2 separate regions of the Triticum aestivum genome follow, and region 1 is linked to region 2. Evidence: chromatin contacts called from public Hi-C data. All regions are on one chromosome and are shown on one strand. Each heading gives the region's core, a stretch centred on a gene start, on an enhancer-like site or on the middle of the called end of the contact. The rest is flanking DNA. Distances are from core to core; before and after follow the strand shown.

What was found. Hi-C and Micro-C count contacts between places; a contact is called where the count stands out from the background.
Region 1: a contact with region 2 is called in a Hi-C map of leaf, with 4 times the contacts expected there. The contact joins the enhancer-like site here to the promoter of LOC123164813 in region 2. A contact is called at or near these places in 3 of 5 Hi-C or Micro-C datasets (leaf and root).

Annotation. Positions count from the first base shown.
Region 1 is chr7D:524,826,552-524,832,645 of IWGSC CS RefSeq v2.1, reverse strand. No RefSeq gene overlaps it. Among protein-coding and RNA genes, the nearest start is that of LOC123164813, 49 kb to the right of the region's middle. Within about 2 kb of position 3,410, at least 1 of the 8 cell types and tissues checked has an H3K27ac peak or open chromatin away from gene starts, as enhancers often do. A contact at or near this core is called in leaf, where this site is marked.
Region 2 is chr7D:524,775,946-524,781,474 of IWGSC CS RefSeq v2.1, reverse strand. It overlaps LOC123164813 (PAN domain-containing protein At5g03700-like), which reads left to right and starts at 1,256. Exons shown (of 1, transcript XM_044582404.1): 1 at 1,256-3,562. The coding sequence starts at 1,526. The coding sequence ends at 3,037.

The DNA.
Region 1 (6,094 bases), core at 2,161-4,660, 49 kb before region 2:
GGCGCCACCGAGTTTATTTGACATAGCCACTGCCAGAAACCCTAGTCAGTTTGGTCTCACCGATGGGATCCCGGTCTCACCGAGATGGGCTTGCAAACTCTCTGGTTCCTGTTGCAATAATTTTGGTCCTACTGAGATTTGTAATCGGTCTCACCGAGTTTGCTTGACCAACTCTCTGGTTAGCTCATTACCAAAATCGGTCCCACCGAGTTTGTGTAATCAGTCAAACCGAGATGAGGTTTTACCCTAACCCTAGCACATCGGTCCCACCAAAATGCCTAACGGTCACATTGTGAACTAAATCGGTCTGACCGAGTTTTCTGATTCGGTCCCACCGAGTTTGGTAAATTGCGTGTAATGGTTAGATTTTGTGTGGAGGCTATATATACCCCTCCACCCACTCTTCATTCGTGGAGAAAGTCATCAGAACGTGCCTACACTTCCAACATACATTTTCTGAGAGAGAACCACCTACTCATGCGTTGAGACCAAGATGTTCCATTCCAACCACAAGAATCTTGATCTCTAGCCTTCCCCAAGTTGATTTCCACTCAAATCATCTTTCTACCAAATCCAAATCTATGAGAGAGAGTTGAGTGTTGGAGAGTCATTTGAAGCACAAGATCAAGGAGTTCATCATCAACACACCATCTATTACCTTTTGGAGAGTGGTGTCTCCTAGATTGGTTAGGTGTCACTTGGGAGCCTCCGTCAAGATTGTGGAGTTGAACCAAGGAGTTTGTACGGGCAAGTAGATCGCCTACTTCGTGAAGATCTACCCTAGTGAGACAAGTCCTTCGTGGGCGAGACAAGGTTGCTTCTTCGTGGACCCTCCGTGGACTCGCGCAGCCGTTACCCTTCGCGGGTTGAAGTCCCCATCAACGTGGATGTACGATAGCACCACCTATAGGAACCACGCCAAAAATCTCCGTGTCTTTAATTGCGTTTGCACACTCCAATCCCATCCTCTTTACATTCTTGCAACTTGCATGCTTTTCTATCCGCTGCTCATATACTCTTGCCATGCTTGCTTGAAATGTACTATGAATGTTTAAACTTGTGCTAAAACTCCACCTTAACTTGAAGAAACTAAAAACTGCCACTTTTCTTTGTTGAGGGTCTAATCACCCCCCCCCTCTAGACACCTCTTCTCGATCCTTTCATGCGCTAGTGGTCACGTGCTGGGCGAGGAAAAAGCGAGTTGGGTGCTGCTCTCGCGGATCTGGCGAGGCGTGCATGACACAAGGGATCCGGACGCGAGGTTGCTGCTCGGGCGGCACGGCAGTCCGGGATGGAGCGACCCATAGTGATGGAGCAGCTCGCACCCGCGGCTGTTGGATCTTCAGCGTTCTCTGGCGGGCGCGTGGTGCGTGTGCGCATGGAAGCTTGGGTCAAGGCTGGGAACCGAGGTGGTTCGTGGCCTCGAGGGGCATTTCTCTGGCCCCTGTCAGCGTGGTGCTCGACAGGGATTGGTGGTTCATGTTGCGTTCGGTGATCCAGTTTTTGGTCGGCGGTTGGCATATCTAATGGCTGGTGTCTGTCAGTGGCCTCCACAAGGTATGGTTGGCTGCTCCAACGAGAGGCTTCTTCAACTATGAGCTGGCTCAGTGGTGGTGCTAGGTGGGCGCCGTTGTGAGATGGTGTGTGGATGAGGTGGTGTCGGGAGCTTGGGTGAAAACACTGTCTCAGTTGTGGCGTGACCAGCGATGGCGGCGGCCGGGCTATCGACTACCTTCTTGGAGGCATCCCTGTATTGCTTCCGCACTCCTCCTACGCGGATCACTGTCGCTCCGGGGGAAACCATTGATCTTGTTTGATTAGATGATGGTGGCCCTTTGTGTCATATTCCTCCCTGGGGGCTTTGTTTTTGGAGTTGGGTACTGGCGAGTGGGAGTAGTGGAAGACGGCAGTGTTGGCGTCGAGGCTTCTATGACAACGATGTTGAGAGGAGCAATATCGGAGACATGGCTATAGTTGTGGTAGTCGGCTCTTCTCCGGCGTGTTCGCGGGATTGTCTCGACAGGTTTGTTGATGTGAAGTCGAAGCTGTGGTGGCGGGGCCTCGGCGTATTCGTTCGATGATCTTCTGTGGCGCCAACCGTGCCTAGTTTCTCATTTGTGATTCTTCGTCGGAGTCGGAGTCGGAGTTGCGTTGTCTGGTCGTAGGTGACTGAGTCTAGCGCAGATCTTCATGCATCTCCATGCGGCCGGTACAACGTGGGTCGGGTTGACGATCGCTTACGGCTAAGTCGGAGTTGTTTGCTCAGGGTTTAGGGACGGCGATGAGGCCTTTAGGGAAGGAGTGATGACGATGACGTCTGTGTGTGAGATATTCTTTGTGTGCCGATCAACGGTTGTGGTGGTTTTTGCTCGGTTCTTCATAATTAGCTGGACAATCTGGTCTTCGCTTGGTTTTCTTTAATTAACCGAGTAACCGTTTTCGTGTTAATGAATGCAGGAATCCTGCCAGTTCGAAAACATGGAGTGTGCAGTGCCGCGTGCAAATGTTGGTTGAGTTCTTCGGAGTTCAGACTTTCCAGAGAAAATAAAGGGCGATGTTCACGATTGAAGAGAACATGTCGGCCTGTATTTTCATGGCCTATGACTAAAATATGGTACGTTTGGAAGATCTGGACAAAGACAACCTTCCGACAAACAATACATTAACAACCCAACCTAATATCACTACAAGTCAAGTGAATAAATGCTTAGAATCTGGGCACACTTGCTTTGACTTCTGACTTTTGAACTTCTGAACTGCTCTCCAACCCCATAGCGTAAGGTGTATTGACGAAAATACTGATACAGTACACGAAAATGTTTTTTCCTCACAAATCGTCGTCTATGAAAATGAACCGTAACTTGCAACTCCCTTTGTATCAAAATATAAGACGTTCTTTGACACTCTCATAGTGTTAAAAAAAAATCTTATATTTGATACAGAGGGAGTATTATCATAGCTGGTACCTTCAGTGGCGCTCAATGACATAGAAAAAACTACTTCCTTCGTCCGAAATTAGCTGACGCTCAAATGGATCTAGACGTATTTTAATGACAAATAAATTTGCTTAAGCGTCAACTAATTCCGGAATGAGAAAGTAAAACATTTTCATATGTACTGTCCGACTCTGAACTCGTTTTTCGTGTGTCTCAATCTTTCTGTTCCCCACCTTTCCGTTTGGCGGCTAGATACTGAGCGAACCATGGGAGGCACAAAGTACAAAAGTCTGAGTTGCAGACATCAACAAAAAGGACAGGGATTCTGACTTGTGAGAGGTGCACAATTCAAAAGAATACGACGCCTGTCAAATCAAGGAGCCTTCTTCAAATTTGGTACTGTGAAAGACGTTGGGTAAGAGAAAGCAAGTCAACTGAAGCCCTGCAGCGTGCACGGTTGGTGTGAATATGATCTAGGGCATAATTGTCTGTTTGGCTTAAGATGGTCACAATCAGGGATGCAAGTGGGATATATACTTGTATGCGTGAAAGATGAGAATTGACGTTATACGGCTTTTTATTGGATTATTAAGTCTTCTGGGCAGTATGTATAGAGTAGAGCACACGGTGACTTTTTAAGGTCCGAATGAACTGACGTTCGTTGGAAGAACCACCCAGCGCGAACCAACTGCCCCATCACGCGTTTTTACGGGCCTCCTCCCAATTTTTTTTTTGTTTTACAAAAAAAACGTAAGAGAAAATTAACACAAAACCTAATACGACCCCATTTTCGAAGAAGAGGGAGTACAAGGAAAGGTCCGATCTTCACGGCATAGGATCGATAAATGGATGAGGATAACTAGCTGCAAGCAGCCGAAAAATGAAAAATAAGAGATTATGACCCGACGAGAAGGATGTTCACCGAAACTTGCAATCCGAATATTCGCCGATCCACAACCCGCAATACTACCCCACACAACCACGTACTCTAATCCACACAACACGATCTAGTCGTGGAGCACGAATTAAGAGAAATTTCTCAAGGAATCACGAGAATAAGGATAATAAGATCTCTCCAATCTCAGGAGGAGTCTATGTCTTTGGTCTTTGATAGAAATGGCAAAAGTCCCCAACGAAGGGAAGAGCTAGCCTATTTATAATCGGGACAATCCCCCTGATAGGTGTGAAGGCAAACTAGCTTCTGGAACCAGCTTAGGTGTGAAACAGAACCGGCTTTGGTTTGACTAAATGGCTTCAAGACATAATGAGGTAGCTTTTGGAAATCTCTCGTTGGAGGTGGTTGGCAGTTCCCGACCAAACATTGTTCACCAGGGTCGAACAATGTTTCCTTCAGCAGAAAACATTGTTCACTTGTCACTCCGATTGTCGGAGAGGTATCTATAGGCCCTCTCGGTAATGCACATCACTACAAGCCTTGCAAGCAATGTGACTAATGAGTTAGTTGCGGGATGATGCATTACGGAACGAGTAAAGAGACTTGCCGGTAACGAGATTGAACTAGGTATTGAGATACCGACGATCGAATCTCGGGCAAGTAACATACCGATGACAAAGGGAACAACGTATGTTGTTATGCGGTTTGACCGATAAAAGATCTTCATAGGATATGTAGGAATCAATATGAGCATCCAGGTTCCGCTATTGGTTATTGACCGGAGACGAGTCTCGGTCATGTCTACATAGTTCTCGAACCCGTAGGGTCCGCACGCTTAACGTTCAGTGACGATCGGTATTATGAGTTTATGTGTTTTGATGTACCGAAGGTTGTTCGGAGTCCCGGATGAGATCACGGACATGACGAGGAGTCTCGAAATGGTCGAGACCTAAAGATCGATATATTGGAATGCTATGTTTGGACATCGGAAGGGTTCCGGGTGAGTTCGGGCATTTACCGGAGTACCGGGGGGGGGGGGGGGGGGGGGGAGGGTTACGGAACCCCCCGGGGAGTACATGGGCTTTTATGGGCCTTAGTGGGAGAGAGGAGGAGGCGGCCAAGGCGGGGGCGCGCCCCCAAGCCCAATCCGAATTGGGAGGGGGGCCGGCCCCCCTTTCCTTCTCCCTCTCTCCTCCTTCCTTCCTCTCCTACTCCAACTAGGGAAAGGGGGCAATCCTACTCCCGGTGGGAGTAGGACTCCCCGTAGGGCGCGCCATAGAGAGGGCCGGCCCTCCCCTCCTCCACTCCTTTATATACGGGGGAGGGGGCACCCCATAGACACACAAGTTGAGTGTTTAGCCGTGTGCGGTGCCCCCCTCCACAGATTTCCACCTCGGTCATATCGTTGTAGTGCTTAGGCGAAGCCCTGCATCGGTAACTTCATCATCACCGTCATCACGCCGTCGTGCTGACGAAGCTCTCCCTCGACACTTAGCTGGATCTAGAGTTCGTGGGACATCACCGAGCTGAACGTGTGCAGATCGTGGAGGTGCCGTACTTTCTGTACTAGGATCGGTCGGATCGTGAAGATGTACGACTACATTAACCGCGTTGTCGTAACGCTTCCGCTTTCGGTCTACGAGGGTACGTGGACAACACTCTCCCCTCTCGTTGCTATGCATCACCTAGATGGATCTTGCGTGTTCGTAGGATTTTTTTTGAAATTACTGCGTTCCCCAACAGTGGCATCCGAGCCAGGTCTATGCGTAGATGTTATATGCACGAGTAGAACACAAAGAGTTGTGGGTGATAATAGTCATACTGCTTACCAGCATGTCATACTTTGATTCGGCGGTATTGTTGGATGAAGGGGCCCAGACCGACATTAGGCGTACGCTTATGCGAGACTGGTTCTACCGACGTGCTTTGCATATAGGTGGCTGGCGGGTGTGAGTTTCTCCAACTTTACTTGAATCAAGTGTGGCTACGCCCGGTCCTTGTTGAAGGTTAAAACAACACACTTGACGAAAAATCGTTGTGGTTTTGATGCGTAGGTAAGAACAGTTCTTGCTCAGCCCGTAGCAGCCACGTAAAACTTGCAACAACAAAGTAGAGGACGTCTAACTTGTTTTTGCAGGGCATGTTGTGATGTGATATGGTCAAGACATGATGCTAAATTTTATTGTATGAGATGATCATGTTTTGTAACAGAGTTATCGGCAACTGGCAGGAGCCATATGGTTGTCGCTTTATTGTATGCAAT
Region 2 (5,529 bases), core at 7-2,506:
CCCATGGGCTGGTCGTCGCAGCTCGTCGGAGAATCTGGTCGGGATCGATCTAAATGGGGAACACCATGAATGCAGAAGAGAGAAAGTGATGGGGAGAGTAAAATGGACGACTGCTTTGATAGGTGAGGGAGAGAAGAAGTGATGGGTTGCCTCCTTTTGCACGACCAGTGTCTCGAACGAACGTCTCCCAGTGATGTCGTGGCAAGTCGTTGTGCGCCAAGATTCGTCCGCTCGATCCACCGACAATGAGGGCGTTCACGCAAGACAACGAAAAATATGACATCAGGTTTTTCTTATTTAGGTTTTTTTAATACAATACAAGCTAAAATCAAACCATACTCCATCTTGTATTTCCATAATAGTCGGATATGCCTGTGATACTGTGATACTCTAACAGTATGCCAGCTCCCGCTTGCCTCCCATTTACTATGTACTCCTTTTCCAAAATAATTGTCGTGATTTTATTTCAAATTTTGAACTAAAACCATGGCAACTATTTTGAAACTGAGGGATCATAGTGTGACCTTCATATTTACCCTGCAATTAGAACCCATGTGTCATTGAGTCATAGGTTCTTCCCTTAAAATCGAAGGTTCAGAAGAACCCCAAGTTGTAAAGTTTGAATATCTTAAAATGCACTCCCTCTAAAGAAATACTCCCTCCGTTCCACAATGTAGTACGTATAATTTTTCTGAAAAATCAAAGTTTACAAATTTTGACCAAGTTTCTAGAGAAACTACATATAGAATATCAATACGTGTCACTAGATATATCACAAGACGTATTTTCATATTGTATATACTTGATATTGTAGTTATAAACACTTTTCTCTGCAAACTTGGTCAAGGTTTGTAAGGTTTAACTTTTCAGAAAATTTATATGCACTGCATTATGAAACAGACGAAAAGTGTTTACAGAGGGAGTAGTACCTGGAGTGAAAGAAAATGGAGACCGGCCTGGCTTACATCAACCTTCTGTGCTCGCGACTCAGATTACTGCATTCGGCATCACAAGTGATACTAGATCTGTTCAGAAACCAACGGGGGCCAGTTGTGCACTTTCAACTTGCATCTGGAGAAGATATTGCTGCCGGCCTCGCATCCCATGGGTTGATCCACCCTGACCCAGCTCACACTTTCCAACAGCAAGTCGGCAATACAAAATTGCATCTAAAGGTAAGACACGGGCAACTATCCACCGAGAGTGTGCTCATCTGATCGTTGACCCAACCTCCCTATCCCACCCACCCTTTTATGGCTTCACTTTCGCAGCCACGACATTGCTGATCATGGACATTGCACTAGCAGATAAATATTCCCGGCGCTTGTCTTCTCCTGCTCCAAACCCAATCTCAAATTCTCATTGGCTTCTTCTTCTTCTTCTTCTTCTTCCATACTCGTACAACTCTGCTCTGTGCTCTTCACTCTGTCTACTTCCATTTTCAAGAACCGTACTCAGATCCTGAGTCTCTGAGCAGAAGTTTCACTGGAGGGAGCTAGCGAGCTAGCTAGCCGGACGAGCGGCGATGGCAGGCGAGCTTACTGTGATGATGTGCATGGCGGCTGCGGCGCTGCTGGTTTCTTTGACCGGCGGCGCGGGCGTGGCGGCGGCCTCAGCGAAGGAGCTACGGCAAGGCTTCTCGGCCGCCCACGACACGTCCTACTCGCACTTCCAGCCGGTGCTCTCCGACCCCACCGGCGTCTTCGCCCTCGGCTTCCTCCGAGTCAACTCCACCACGCTCGACCTCGCCGTCCTCCACCTCCCTTCCGCTTTCCCCCTCTGGCGAGCCATGCCAGACCGCCCCGCGCCGTGGTCTGCGGCCGCGTCCCTCTCCTTCAACGGCAGCCTGGTGCTCACGGACGGCGCCACCAACCAAGTGCTTTGGTCCACCGCCGCGGCGGCCGGCGACCGCGCCGTTCTCCTCAACACGTCCAACCTTCAGATTCAGAGCAGCGGCTCGCCCGTTGCCGTGTGGCAGAGCTTCGACTACCCTTCGGACACCATTGTCCAGGGTCAGAACCTCACCTCATCGGCAGCGCTTCACTCCATCGACCAGCGATTCGCCATGCGGCTCGGTAGCAACTACTTCGCGCTCTACGTCGAGCCGCCACCGCTGTCGTCGGGCGGCGTCGCCGCCGCCATGTACTCGAAGCACACGGCTCTGGAGGCCAAGGCCCAGATCGTGGCCGGCGGCGGCCCGATATACGTGCGTGTGGAGCCCGACGGCTACCTCGGCGTGTACCAGAAGGAGGGAGCCCCCGCCGACGTCATGTCCTTCGACACCTTCAACCACGGCGTCCGCGCTCTCCGCCGCATGACTCTGGAGCCCGACGGCAACCTCCGCGCCTACTACTGGGACGGGTCCCGGTGGGTGCTCGACTACACCACCATCACCGACTCGTGCGAGCTGCCCACCACCTGCGGCGCGTACAGCGTCTGCGTGCCGCCCAGCGGCCGGTGCGCGTGCCTGGCGAACGCCACCGACGGCCCGGGCTGCGCCGCCCCCTCCGTCGGGAGCGGCCTGTGCGGCACCACGGGCGGCGAGGTTGGCGGGCTGTACTCGGAGGTGCGGGGACACGGCGTGGAGCCGGCGAACAAGGAGCTGCTGGGGTTCGAGCACGCGGCGTCCGCGGGAGACTGCGAGGCGCTGTGCGCGCGCAACTGCAGCTGCTGGGGCGCGGTGTACAGCAACGGGACGGGCTACTGCTACCTCATCGACTACCCGGCGCAGCTGATGGTGGCCGCCGACGAGAAGAAGCTGGGCTACTTCAAGGTGAGGAGCGTGGAAGAGGCGGCTGGGCGCGGCGGGAGGGCGACCGGTGTCAAGGCGGCGCTGCTTGCGGTCGGCGTCGCGGTGGTGGCTGCCGCCGCTGCGTTCGGGGCGTACAGGGTGTGGGACAGGAGGCGCCGTGCGGCAGCGGAGACGCGGCAGCAGCTGGGCGCCGACGGTGATGGGCTCTCGCCGGGTCCCTACAAGAATCTGGGATCCTTTAGCTCCGTCGAGCTCTCCAGCAGCTTCAACTCCTTACGGAGGTAGCCAGCCAGGATGGTGAGATCCAGTAACCAGATCGGTTTCTTGAGATCGGCACGACGGGAAAGGTACACGGCAGCACGGGTGCGGGAAGTAGGCGCGACGGCGCCCGCTGATCGGTGAAGAAAGCTAATCCGACACGGTGGCGTCTGGGCGAGAAAAGAAATGACAATCTGGGACCATCGACGGCTCGGGAACTTCAAGATTCGGACACTCATCTAGCCGTTGGATTGAAATCCAACGGTTTCCATGCGTCTTCCAGCTCAAGCCTTTCCGTCTACAGTTTATTCCTTCTCGCGACCGTCATGGCTGACGCAGCACGCCGCCTCTTCCACTACCGGATCATCAACATACTCTACCTCAATTCATCATTTCAAACTTCATATTGAAGGGTTTTTTGTATCAACTCCTTCTATCTCTACCGCAATCGAAGTACCTACAAGTAAATTTGGTGTATTTCTTGTCTGTAATGGGAGTAATCGCCCTTACCAATGTAAAATAAGAGCATGTGTCTTTGCCCATTCACAAGAACTCGCTTGTTCTGGTATCTGTCGCCTCTCCTCTTTCTCACCAGGATTGATGCCACATCGACAATTATCATCTCCTTTTCGAGTGTGTGCCGAAACTGAGTTTCTACCATGGAAGCTCTTACTGGACACCACACTGATGTGACTTGTCTCGAGGCTCAACTGCTAATCGTGGCCACATTGTCCATGGAAATTGATTCAACCAAAAAGCTAATCAAATAAATTTCTTCAAATTAAGGTTCCCTGTAATGATCTATCCCGTTGGCCAAAGAATAAGTACATAGCCTGAATAATACAGATTTTGAGAGTTTTTTTTTTAGGGAATAGATTTTTAGTTTTGGACAACCCAACGAGGTAGCAGGGGAAGAGGATGGGGCTATGGCAAGTGTTGTGCGTGTGACGGCAAATTAGGAACCCAGGACACGACGACATGCTTGCGCCATTACCGCTTAAGGAGATTGTTGGACATTATCAGATCGAGACTTCCCTCTTGGCGGTTGGCAATGCTAACATAGAGTGGTCGTCTTGTGCTGGTCCAATCCATTCTAACATGCGTTACAATTTTCCATTTGATTTCTCTTGACACCCCTCCTTGGATGTTTAAGAAAATCGACATGCCTTCCTCTGAAAAGGATCTTACGAATTTGTTGGAGGGCACTACCTTGTCAAGTGGGAGGTTGTTTGCACCCCTAAGGAGTTTGGGGGTCTCGGGGTTGTGAACTTGGCAGGTGTGAGTACCGCTACGAAAGTCCGTCGTGCGTGGATTGCTAGGACCGAGCTTGATAAGTCTTGGCAATGATTGGGAGTTCCTCTAAATCCAAACGAGGTGCTCACTTCAATTCTGCAGCTCGGTTGGTTCTAGGAAATGGTAACATCACCTTCTTTTGGTATGATGTGTGCCTTGAAGGCTCTTCGCTTGCTGACATTGCCCCTGATATTGTCGCATTAGCCCCGGACAACACCAAACCAACGTGCATGCTGGATGATGATGGCCTTACTGATGGATGTTGCTGGAGAGATATTAAGGATAAGCTCACTATTGAAAAGTTCATCCTATTTTTGTATCTAGGATGCTATCAGTAAGGTGCAACTTGTGCCAGCCCAAGAAGATAGTTGAAAGTGGAATTTGGAATCTTTTGGTCGCTTCTCATACAAATCGATGCACAAAGCCAGGTTCTAAGGAATACAAATTTGTGCCCTGACGGCCGTACTATTTAAGAAATGGGTTCCCCTTCGTTGCAAAAGTTCATTTGGTTAGTGACGGTGTCCTGGACTAGGGGGTACTCACCACGTCGTCTACCGACCATTGGGTCGGGCCGAGGACCCCCTGATGATTTAGTAATGGGCCACTTCGGGCAGCCCATGCCGAATACAAGGAGGATTCTACAAGACTTGGCGCACAAGACAAGGACTCCTCTAAACCCTAGGCTTACGGTGCATATATAACCGAGGCCAGACTAGTCAATGGACGATCTCATATTCATTACTACAATCTCGTGGTAGATACATGTACTCTGTACTATACCCACATCAAATATAATCAAGCAGGAGTAGGGTTTTACCTCTTAGAGAGGGCCCGAACCTGGATAAACACCGTGTCCCTCGTCTCCTGTTACCCATCGCTCCAAGACACCTAGCTTAGAACCCCTACTACAAGATACGCTGGATATAGAACCGGCATTGGTGCTTTCATTGGGAGCCAGCTGGGTGATCATCGCGGATTGATGGAAGACAAAATCAATAATCAGGTGATATTTTTTCGATCAGAGCTGATCCGTACTGGTTTTTTGTGGGAATTTTTTATTGCCAGCTCTGTTCATAGATTTAGTTGAGTCCAAGATGCCCTCGTATGGATCATCTGGCGCTGTACTACGTTCTGGAGATCGCTAAACGGCGGCGTCTAATCAAGGCAATAAGAAGGTCGATCGGGTGCTAGCCTCTGGTGTCGTACGCGGAGCGAGGATGCTCCCG